Linked DNA regions of Pan troglodytes: region 2 is linked to region 1. Evidence: chromatin contacts called from public Hi-C data. All regions are on one chromosome and are shown on one strand. The core of a region is the stretch at or near the end of the contact, and the rest is flanking DNA. Distances in the headings are between cores, read along the strand shown. Region 1 overlaps AUTS2 (activator of transcription and developmental regulator AUTS2). Region 2 overlaps AUTS2 (activator of transcription and developmental regulator AUTS2).

Region 1 (6,200 bases), core at 3,183-5,682:
GGACAGGCAGAATCATTGTCATTGCACAAAAGAAGAAACCAAATACCAAAAAGTTAAAGACTGTCTCTAGAGTTAAGAGCTTTTGAGTAAAAGTGTAAAGAATGAGGAGTTCAGACATCCTGCTCCTGATTCTGGAGGGTAGACAGTGAGACTTGAAGTAATTATTAAGTGATTGCTTGAATATTTTATCATACTACTACTATTGTATAATTATTATACTAACAATATCTATAGCTTTCTTGTACATACTATGAATTCCTACATTGAGAATATTCCATCCTTCATTGGAAACTAATAACAAACAATCCTATTCTAGCAGTAACCCTAATGAAACCTCATTATGGTGAAGAGAATACCTGCAAAAATTCATCAGACTATGGGATTCTTCACTCTTGTTGAAGTAATACATGGAATCCAGACAGGTTCCAAACTATATTGAAATCTAAGTGTCTTCCAGGTTATCAGCTTTTATGTGAGATAGTCATACTACTTCTTAATGAAAATACAGGAATACCTAAGACATTGTAGATTTGGTTCCAAACCACCACAATAAAATGAATATTGCAATAAAGCAAGTCCCATGAACTTTTGGTTTCCCAGTGAACACAAAAATTATGTTAAGTTATTAACATAATTGATAGCATTATGTCTAAAACTAATAGACATACTAGGCTATATGTGTGTAATAGCATTATGTCTAAAAATTCAATGTAGTTACTTTAATTTTAAAAATGCTTTATTGCTAAAAATATGCTAACAAACACCTGAGTCTGGTGGATGGATTTTTGCAGGTATCCTTTGGCAAGTCATAATCTTTTTGCTGGTGGAGGGTCTTACATACATGTTGGTGGTTGCTGACTGATCAGACTGGTGGTTGCTGAAGGTTGGGTGGCTGTGGCAATTTCTTGCAGTAAGACACCAATGAAGTTTGCTCCAACAACTGACTCTTTCTTTCACGAAAGATTTCTCTGTAGCATGGGAAGCTGTTTGATAGCATATTACCCACATAGAACTTCTTTAAAAAGTGAAGTCAATCCTCTCAAATACCGCCACTGATTTATCAACTGAGTTTATGGAATATTCTAAATTCTTTGCTGTAGTTTCAACAACATTCACAGCATCTTCACCAGGAGTAGACTCCATCTCAAGAAATCACTTTCTTTGTTCATCCATAAAGAAGCAACTCCTCATCTGTTCAAGTTTGGTGATGAGATTGCAGAAATTCAGTAACATCTTCAAGGCCCCAATTCTAATGCTAGTTCTCTTGATATTTCCATGCATCTGCAGCAATTTCCTCTACTGAAGCCTTGAACACCTCAAAGACATCCATTAAGTTTGGAATAAACTTCTTCCAAATTCCTGTTCATGTTGGTATTTTGATTTCCTCCTATATGTCATGAATGTTCTTAATGGCATCTAGAATGGGGAATCCTTTGCTAAAGGTTTCAATTGACTTTGCCCAGATCCATCAGAGGAAATCACTAATTACGGTGGCTAGAGCCTTATGAAATGCATTTCTTAAATAATGAGACTTGAAAGTTGAAATTACTTCTTGATACATGAATGGTAAAATAAATGTTCTGTCACCAGGCATGAAAACAACATTTATCTCCTTGTACAACTCCATCAGAGCCCTTGGGTGATCATGTACATTATCAATGAATAGTAATACTTTAAAAGGAATCTTTTTTTCCAAGCAGTAGGTCTCAACAGCAGGCTTGAAATATTTAGTAAACCATGTCGTAAACAGATGTGCTGTCATCCCAGCTTTGTTGTTTTATTTCTAGAGCACAGGGCAGATTTGGCATAATTTTTAAGTGCCCTACAATTTTTGGAATGATAAAATAAGCAATGGTTTCAACTTAAAGTCACCAGCTACATTAGCCTCCTAAGAAGAGTCAGCCTGTCCTTTGAAGCTAGGCATGGGACTTCTCCTTTCTAGCTTTGAAAGTCATAGGTGGCATCTTCTTCTAATAGAAGGCTGTTTTGTCTACAGTAAAACTCTGTTGTTCAACGTGGCCACCTTTATCAATGATCTTAGCTAGATCTTCTGGGTAACATGCCACAGCTACTCCATCAGCACTTGTGTTTCACCCTGCAGTTTTCTGTTCTAGAGATAGTTCCTTTCCTTAAACCTCTTAAACCACACTCTGATAGCTTCCAGCTTTTCTTCTGCAGCTTCCTTGCCTCTCTCACTCTCCAAAGAATTGAACAGAGAGCCTTGTATGGATTAGGTTTTGGCTTAAGGGAATGTTGTAACTGGTTTCATCTCCCATCAAGACTCCTAAAATTTCTCCATATCAGCAAAAGGGCTGTTTCACTTTCTTATCACTCATGTGTTCACTGGAGTAGCACCTATTATTTCCTTTAATCACTTTTCCTTTGCATTCACAACTTGGCCAACAGGTGCAAGAGACTTAGCTTTCAGCCCATCTTGGCTTTCAACATGCCTTCCTTACTAAGCTAAATCATTTCTAGAGTTTGATTTATTCAAGTGAGTGACATGAGACTCTTTTTTCACTCAAACACTTAAAGTCCAGTGTAGTGTTATTAACTGACCTAATTTCAATATTGTTGTGTCTCAGGGAATAGGAAGGCCAGGGAAGGAGAGAGAGAGAGAGGAAAGGCAGGTTGGTGAAACAGAACACACACTGTTCTTATATGGGCGAGGTTTATGTCACTCCAAAATAACTAAAATAGTAACATCAAAGATCACTGATCACAGATCACCACAACAGTTATAACTATAATAAAAAAGTTTGAAATAGTGCAAGAATTACCAAAATGTCACACAGAGACATGAAGTGAGCATATGCTGTTGGAAAAACGGTGCTGACAGACTTGCTTGATGTAAGGTTTACACAAAACTTTAATTTGTAAAAAATACAGTATCTGCCAAGCACAATAAAGCAATGTATGCTCATATTAGTAAAGAACTTATTGGAAGTACGAATGAATGACATATAAAAGACAAGTACATGCTACTGTCATGTAAATATGCCAGATGCTGTTTCTGTCCCCCAATTAATGCCAGAAAGGATTCCACAAAATGTGAATGGCTCATTGCAGAGACTGAGATAGAATGCCTTCCGTCAACATTTTCTTTCTCTCTTTCTTTTTTTTTTTTTTTTTTGAGACGGGGTCCCGCTCTGTTGCCCAGGCTGGAGTACAGTGGCGCGACCTCGGCTCACTGCAAGCTCCGCCTCCCGGGTTCACGCCATTCTCCTGCCTCAGACTACAGGCACCCACCACCATACCTGGCTAATTTTTTGCATTTTTAGTAGAGACAGCGTTTCACTGTGTTAGCCAGGATGGTCTCGATCTCCTGACCTCGTGATCCACCCACCTCGGCCTCCCAAAGTACTGGCATTACAGGCATGAGCCACTGTGCGAAGTTCCCCAAACTCCCAGTGGTAAGAGACTCTACATCTTAAAAGAATTCAATAGGAAGAAATTGAAATCCCACAGACATTTAGTATACACTCTCACTCTGGCCAGGCCAGTGAATCCTCAACCACTACTACTTACTAGGTATCAAAAAATGTAATTGCATATACTTTGCAGCAAAATCAATCCTTTTAGAATCCTTGAAGGTTTGGAGAAAAGTTTACAAATTGTGATGAATTTCATGGGCCAAATCCTATGAACTGAGAGTCATCAATTATCATTGATTAATCAACTATAATAATGATGTTTCATAATCATTATATTGTAGACATAATAATAATGAAGGCAATGCAATTTGCTCTCAAAAAGCTTTGGCAGGCAATAGCACTGTCTAATAAGGATGCAGCTGGGCAAATAGCTTATGGTGTTGAGAAATATTAAAATAAGCAAAAGTGCATAGGGAAAGAAGGCATTAGATATACATATTTTCAAGTTATTAAAAATTGAAAAAATATAAAGGTGAGATTAATGTTACAGAATCTATCTGCATCTCTAGAAATGAAGGGTTTAGATTATATGAAATATTTTCTACTCTCAAGGATGTACTCTAGCTAGAAAAAGAACCATTGCATAGAATCTGAATGAGTGATGGGCTGAGAAGCATCTGATGAAATCGAAGAAGGAAAATAAAATTTCCCATGAAAGAACGTTCTTTAATTACGAAGAAGGTTGTCTGGGATTACCTTACAGAAACCTTGCAAATCCTCGCTCTTTATACCTGGTAAAATGAGAGCTACCTGGAAAGCTGTATTTCCTGCCTTGCTCTTTCAGGTCCACAGAGACAAAAGAACTGAGAATATAGAATCAGCAGCAGCACAAGACATCCTGTAAATGCTGGGGAACAGAGAGATCAGGCCATAGATCCACCACTCCATGGCCATATAGGAAGTTTGCAGCTTTCAATACTGTCAGTGTCGTGCTGGCTAAACACAGGGGGTTAGGAAAAGCAACGACAGAGTGAGGGAAGCTTGGTGAGGAGGAAAGAAAGGGTTTCCATCACAAAGCAACAGCAATGGAGAGAAACTCAGGGCAGACAGGAAATCTGCAGTCATCTGACCCCAGAAATGCAGAAAGAAATGTAGTCCTTCGTCTTAAAAAGCTCTGACCAAGAAAAGAAGGAGGGAAAAACTACCCCCCCCCCAAAAAAAAAACTTGTTTATAATAAAGACTACATTCTGTAGCAATTTCCCAGATTCCTGGGGTTAGAAATCTAGATTGCCAATGGATAAGTGAGCCTTAAAATCACATCCCTGCTGACAAAAATTCATTTCTTATAACCGTCTCCATTTACCGGAATGCTGAATCTTTCCCATGGGGAAGGAACAAATGAAAATGTTATTTCTCTGCTCATGAACTCATACCTTTCTGTCTGCTTTTCACTGTTGGCAATTTCATTCTCCTCCAAATTTGACTAAAGCCCGTGACCTGAGGGAAATAATGTCTATATAATAATCTTCTGAAACTCTAATTCTGAGTCATGTTTTTTTTGGATGTTGCCTCGCAGTTTATGAAAATTGCACTGAGCTATGAAATGTAAGTGATGTGATGTCTCTGCCTAACATAATCATTTTGCTGGTGAACATGTTGCAAATACTAATGAAAAGGAGGCTCCCACAAAAGCCATGAAAGCTGGTTAATGGCAACAGTCTAGCAGCAGTGGCTCCCATCTTCCTCACATTCCTCTCAGAATAGAACTGCAAAGGGTAAAGGACAGGTGGGCAAACACAGTCAGAAAAAGGGGAAGAATTCGCTTCCACTGTGACCCCTTCCTTGTTCCCCTTGCCTGAAATCTTATCAATGTCTGTGAGTTTGGGAAAATGGCATGCAATCCAACAGTTTGGGAACAACAGAGTACTAACTTTCCATTTTAAAGAATTTTCAATTTTGAAATAGGCTCAGTTATCTGTTTTAAGTCAGTTTAGCCATACAGTGTAATCAATGAGGATTTCTCCATGAGACATACAAATAACTACAGAACCTGGCAGTAGACCCAAGAAGGCTGAAATTTCCATCTACCATTCAGTGAATTTACCACAATGAAAGGGACTAAAGACTATGTTTTTACTTTTTCCCCAGTCATTTAGATCTATTCAGTGTGCAAGCAAGGGAATTAAATAGAGTTATAAAGGCAATGTGCCCCGGCCGGGGGCGGTGGCTCGCACCTGTAATCCCAGCACTCTAGGAGGCCGAGGAAGGTGGATCACGAGGTCAGGAGTTCAAGACCAGCCTGGCCAAAATGGTGAAACCCTGTCTCTACTAAAAATACAAAAATTAGCCACGCGTGGTGGCAGGCACCTATAATCTCAGCTACTCGGCAAGGTGAGGTAGGAGAATCGCTTGAACCCGGGAGGTGGAGGTTGCAGTGAGGTTGCAGTGAGCTGAGATCGCACCACCGCACTCCAGCCTGGGGGACAAGACTTCATCTCAAAAAAAAAAAAAAAAAGAAGATAACGTGCCCCTAGTATATCCCATCTCAAAGAGCTTGGACCTTTTAACATAAATGTCTGTGATCTATAATGCTTGTTCATTTACCTTTACTACCAAAATAGAAATGGAAATAATATAAAACTTTAAAACTTATTAACATATTTAGGCTAGGCGCGGTGGCTGTAATCCCTGTAATCCCACCAGGAAGGCCAAGGCAGGCGGATTGCTTTGAGCTCAGGAGTTCAAGACCAGCCTTGACAACACGGTGAAGCCCCAACACTACAAAAATACAAAAATTAGCGGTGGTATATGCCTGTAGACCCAGC
Region 2 (5,798 bases), core at 1,417-3,916, 520 kb before region 1:
TTTGCTTCTGCCACCTTTGTCAGCTCCACATGGGATTCTCAGACAGACACTTACGTGATCCTCATGTCTGAACCAAACTTGAGGATGCCATTATTATGATGCCGATCAGTAAGTTATTAAGGAAGTAAGTCTGACCGGATATTCAGAGAGGCTTAGGAGTGTATCTTCGACTAAAAGCTTTCTAAGCCCTTACTTGGCTGATCCAAGTCACAGGGCTGGACACCATGCCTCTTGCAACTGGGAAAGGGGGTGTCTCAGAAAGCCCTCCCCAGAAAAACACCCAAAAGATGACGACTGCAATGGAGCTCTGGCTGACCGTGAAAACATTCTGGATCCCTTCTCTCTCCTATCCAGGTGGTTACAACTGTGGCCGGCCACTGTCCTAACAAGTCAGAAGAGAGCTTCTTTGCCAAAATCTTCAGGGGAAACGACACGAGTACCCTTTGCTTTTCCTCAACGAACTTTCCTTCTACTTAGGGTTTTAGGGCATTTGTACAAATGATTTGGTTCCTTGGGTCTGAATCTTGGGGATGTTTATCATTTTCGTTGCTTTCAGAAAATAGTCTGCATTTCCTTCTATTACCTGGACCATTTTCCTGGCTTTTTAAAAAAAATTATTATTCAAATGGAAAAGCGGCGAGCCCAGAATGAGCCGACGAATTGAGCTCTTCCTTCTCTCGAACACGGGGGCACCTCTACCCGCTACAGACTTGAAGATTTTACTCACTTCCTTTCATCCCCTCGCTCGGTTTTGGAGGGTAGGGGCATGAAGTGGTTGAATCTAAAACTGACAGAAAACCAAACCTCTCTTTTGGCTGCTTTTTATTTAAGGGAAGGGGGAATATGTTTTTTTGTTTTTTTTGGATGTAAAAAAAATATTGCTAGAAGCCGTAGTTGGCGTTTAAAGGAAAGTTAAGTAAGTGAAACAGATTGGAGGCGGGAACGCGGAGAATAAGGAAAACTTATAAAAAGCCGTGCGTGCAGACGGGGTGGGACCCAGCGATTCCTGCTCCAGGCCCACCCTCACTCCCTTCGGACGCAGACCCCGGGGGCCGCCCTCCGCACCCGCACAGGCGAGAAGGGGGGCTTTCGAACAACAAAACAGAAACCTCCTGGAAACTTAAGCGCGAGTTCTTTCTCCCGCTGCCGAACCCGAGCCCAGATCTCCTTTCGCCTCCCTTGGCACCGGGTGCGGGCCGGGATCCCGACCTCCGCGCTGGGGAAGCGCGACCCCAGGAGCGGGCAGCGCCACGCTAGGGCCCCCAGCTCAAGCGGACGCAGGCCCCGGCCCCCTCCTCACATCGGAGCTCGGCGGCGAACGCCAGGCCCTCCCGGGCACGACCGCGCAGCTCCGGCCGAGCCCGGCCGGCCGAGGGAGGAAAGTACAAAGGCGGGCGACAGGGCCGCAGAGCGGGGAGGAAAGAAGGGAGGAGGGGTAGCGAAGGGGCGCTTGGGCGCGCCAGACGGGAGAAGCCCGCCCCTGCCACCCCTGCCCGCCGGCCCGGCCGCCGCAACAAAAGACCCCCGACCCGGCCGCCTCCCTTCCGACCGCGAGAGGTAGGCAAGCGAGCCGCGCCCCGGGGGCTTCATTACCTGGTTGCAAAGGGTTAAACGGTCCGGTCAGCCCCAAGTTCATGGTTTGGTTCCTTAGCAGGACTCCCGAAGGGCGATCGTCAAAGACCAGGGGGGAATCCACCAAAACACACGAAGAGAAAACGCCCAACTCTCGACCCGGCTCTGTCCACAAGAGTCTCTGGGCTCCTTCCTCGCCAAAGTCCGAGAGCGGAGGCGCCGAACCAGATCCGAACCGGGCAACAGCTTCGGGGCGACCGAGAGCCGGCGCCGCGCGCACACATCCAGCGCGGCCGAGGCCCCGGGCGGCGGGAGGAGCGCGCCCGCCGAGATCGCCCGGCCCGCGCTCGCCACTGTCTCCCCGCCGCTCCTGCGGCGCGCGGGGCCGGGCTGGCGCGGCGGGGGCTAGCAAGGCGCGTCCCGGGCCGGCCGGCGGGAGGGCGAGGCGGAGAAGAGCGGCCTGAGCCGCCGCCGCGGCGCGCGGAGCTAAGAGCGAGGCGGCGGCGGCGGCGACAGGACAAAGGAGACCATGTGCGGAGGGAGGGAGGAGGGAGAGGGAGGAGGAGGAGGAGGGCGCGCGGCGGCTTCTCCCCGGCGGCCGCCCGGGGCTCCCCGACAGCCGGTCCCGCCTCTCCAGCCGCGCCGCGGGCTGCCTGGTCCTGGGCCCGCCGCGGTGCTGGAGGGAGCCGCTCCGGGAGTCTGGATTTTGTGCGGATCTCGCCGGCGCGCGGCCCAGGAGGCGCTGCAACGGCGGGGCGCGGGGCGGCGGCGCCTCTGGCCGGAGCTTGCGGGCTGGCGGGTGAGCGCCCGGGGCTGGCTGGGCTCCGGCCCGCGCTCGGCTTGCCGGCGCCTGCCTCTCCCGCCGGTTCACAGCTCAAGTGAACTCCATCGGCGGCCGCCGCGGGCTCCCTGGCTGGACGGTAGCAGGAGGGGGCGGCGGCTACGCGGGGGCCCCTTGCTCCGGACTTCGCTCCCCGACTGCGCCGAGCGCGCCTCCTCCAGACGCTCGCAGCTCTCGGAACGGGACTTCCTCGGCGCGCCGAGCCCGAGCCGCCGGTGCCACCGCCCCTCCTCCGTCCCGCCCCGCGCGCCCCGCCCCTCGCCGCCCCTCCTCTCGTCCCCGGCGCCGGGTCGGCCCAGCGGAGGCGCGGTCCCCAGGCGCGACATCGACAGCTGTTGCTCCCCCCGCGGCTCGAGCCCTCGGCTCCCCCCGGCTGCCTTCCTTGCGGGCGGGCGCGGCGGAAACTGCACCGCTCCTCGCCCTCCCCGCAGTTGCCGCTTCCAAGATTGCGCCATGGCAGGGAAAGGCCACTAGGCCCGCAGCCTGGGGTTGAATTGCCACCAAGCCAGTCACATCTGCAAAGAGCAGGCTCTCTGGGCGGTTGTGAGGGCTCAGTGGGAAAGTCATGTATGTAAAAGGCCTGGCACATAGTAGGCGCTCAATACAAAATAATCATTGCATTGTGGAAAATGGAGACGGGGATCACGGTCTGGGTCTCAGAACACAAAGGTCTTCACCTAACCTCCTTCCCCACCACAGCCGACTGACCGCAGTGTGTTCGGTTTGATGAATAACTTAAGAGCATGAACTGGCCACTTACAAATCCTCTCCTCCCAACTCCTCACACCCTCTGACACGTGCACACCCTGCATCCACAAAAGTGGAGCCTGTTGCTTCCCCTGGCATTCACCGATTGTAGGGAAAGAATGAAAGCAATGGCAAAGCCTCGCTACATGGGCAGCAGTTATGTCTATCATCCTAACATGTATCGTGTCTGTATCCCCTAGAGCACAGTGCAGTGCCCCCAGAGGGTGTGGGGGACTGAATGGCCAGAAATGAGGCACTCAGCAGATTCCCCTGAGCAACCCACTCCCACCAGAACACACCCGGGGCGAGGAAACCCTCTGAAAACATCTGGAGTTTTAATTCCACACCTGCAGCTTGACAAGGTTCCTCCTTGGTGCAGAGGAAAAGCTGCTGCAATTTTCCTAGTACAAGAAAAAGGGCAAGCAAGGCCTAGGTTGCAACTGGTAGGGTTGTGGAGTACAGTGGGCACACCAAGGTGGGGTGAGAGGAAAACTTCAGTTCTAAGTCCCCTCCCAGTGCCACCGTTACCTGGAGTGTGGCTGAGGAAGAGAGGAAGAGAACAGGGGTTGGGAGAGATGCACACCACATATGAATGACATGCAGACTGGTTTAAAGTAATGATGGCCACTCCTTGCCTCTTTGAAGTTGCATGTCTATCACTATTTGATTTCATGGCACTCTTGAAAAACCTCTCAAGTTAAAAAAAAAAAAAGGTGGGGGTGCTTGCTATATGGCATACTTCCCCCTCCTCTAGCCTCTAAGTTTGGAAATAAGAAGCCTTCTCTCTCTAGCTTCATCACCCCCTCCCCCAAACTGGTAGCACAATGTGGTGTTATACAAGTCTTTTTAAAAAGATAGGTAACAGTGATTTTTCTCTACCACTGCCTCCTGAGAAGTCAAAAGAAAAGGCATCTCAGAAGGTATAGGTTTGGAGATGGATTTTCCAGTTGCTTACAAGATGTCACAATACCCAGCTGTGGTCCTCCAGCGAGGCGGCATTCATTCTGAAGCTGTTTAGACAATACCAGGATAGCTCAAAGGCGGACATGAAATGTTCTAGAGAAGACATTAAAAGGTTGTTTCTTTTGGAACAATCAAAATGGAACAGTTTTCTTATCTTGTTGTTCTAGTAAAATCGGTGTTACAGGGAAGAAACTGCCTGAGCTCCTGCACCATCCCCTACAGGGTAAACTGAGAGCACGACGGCATGGCAGCTTAGCTGACCAGCTGAAACCACTTGGCCCTCCAGGGTGCTTTCATTAGGTGGCACTTCTGACATTTATCATGCCTTGCATTAGATTGTCATCAGTCTGGGCGCAGTTGCTCACGTCTGTAATCCCAGCACTTTGGGAGGCCGAGGCAGGTGGATCACTTGAGGTCAGGAGTTTGAGACCAGCCTGGCTAACATGGCGAAACCCCGTCTCTACTAATAAAATGTGTAGAGGTGCACACCTGTAACCCCAGCTACTTGGGAGGCTGAGGCAGGAGAATCGCTTGAACCTGGGAGGTGGAGGTTGCAGTGAGCCGAGATCACGCCATGCCACTGTACTACAGCCTAAACAACAGAGTAAGACTTTATCTCAAAAAAAAAAAAAAAAAAATTGTCATCAATGGTTACCAGGGATTAGGCCTCAGATGACGGCCTCAGCCAGATCTGCATGTGTCCAGATCTTTTGATGATCTCTCATCAAGAGGAACCTGGGAACGCCAAAAGCCAAGCCTCTGACCACTGTGGCCACCTCCAGTGCTGCTCCCCAGGGTCCCCTGGCTGGCCCGGTTGCAGAACACCACCCACTGTGACCTGCTCCATTTCTCATCCTCCCTCCAGACTCACGAATGAGCCCATTTCTGACTGGTTTCCAAACTGCTCTATTCCCTATGCTTTCTGGAAGCGGGGATGGGAATGAATGTCAAAATTGGAGGGGACCAGGTACACAACAGCGTCAGAAGTAGGAAGAAGGAAGAAAGAAGACTAAATTCGATAATCCATATATTAGGGACTGAATCCAGGTCAGAGGGCTTTCAATAATCAGGAAGATTGGTTTTTTTTTTTCCTTGAGAAATTTAATTTCCTTTTATTGGAGTTTTAATATAAAGATGCCAAGTCAAAGGCTGGAAGCTATCTTTTCTGTTACATGGAGGTGGATTAACATACTAAACACTAATGGCTTCTTAACATCACCTTTAGCCTCTGAACCCAATCTAAGGAGAACAAGTCTTAGAAAGCGGCAACCCTTTCTAATAGAAAGCAGAGAGCAAGAATGTGGACTCAATTTCCACTCTGGTGTTAGATTAATGATTTCAGAAATAATTTTTAATATATGCCCAAAGATCTTAGCCAAGTTTATGATTAATCAGTTAAAAAAATGTAAAGCTATGTTAAAATATGGAGCCTTCTTCCTCAAATCTCAAAAATACGTCTAAAGATTTAAACTAGGTTTAAAAACAAAGGGAAATTCTTGTAAGTCAATCTATACTTTCAAATTCTTATTAATTTATTAACTTATTTAAGAGACAAGGTCTCACTTTGTCACCCAAGCTGGAGTGCAGTGGCACAATCATAGCTCACTATAACCTGGAACTCCTGGGCTAAAGCAATCCTCCCGCCTCAGCCTTCCAAGTACCTGGGACTACAGGT

Evidence for each region. Hi-C and Micro-C count contacts between places; a contact is called where the count stands out from the background.
Region 2: a Hi-C map of induced pluripotent stem cells shows a contact between it and region 1, with 3 times the contacts expected there. The contact joins two enhancer-like sites. A contact is called at or near these places in 2 of 7 Hi-C or Micro-C datasets (induced pluripotent stem cells and stem cell-derived neural progenitor cells), 1 of 1 datasets of contacts at active chromatin or transcription factors (stem cell-derived excitatory neurons) and 1 of 1 other capture datasets (stem cell-derived neural stem cells).

Annotation. Positions count from the first base shown.
Region 1 is chr6:78,795,088-78,801,287 of NHGRI_mPanTro3-v2.0_pri, reverse strand. The region is part of intron 4 of AUTS2 (activator of transcription and developmental regulator AUTS2); the gene reads right to left. Among named protein-coding and RNA genes, the nearest start is that of AUTS2, 570 kb to the right of the region's middle. Within about 2 kb of position 4,432, at least 3 of the 24 cell types and tissues checked have an H3K27ac peak or open chromatin away from gene starts, as enhancers often do. A contact at or near this core is called in induced pluripotent stem cells, where this site is marked.
Region 2 is chr6:79,313,164-79,318,961 of NHGRI_mPanTro3-v2.0_pri, reverse strand. The region is part of intron 5 of AUTS2 (activator of transcription and developmental regulator AUTS2); the gene reads right to left. Among named protein-coding and RNA genes, the nearest start is that of GALNT17, 440 kb to the left of the region's middle. Within about 2 kb of position 2,666, at least 20 of the 24 cell types and tissues checked have an H3K27ac peak or open chromatin away from gene starts, as enhancers often do. A contact at or near this core is called in induced pluripotent stem cells, where this site is marked.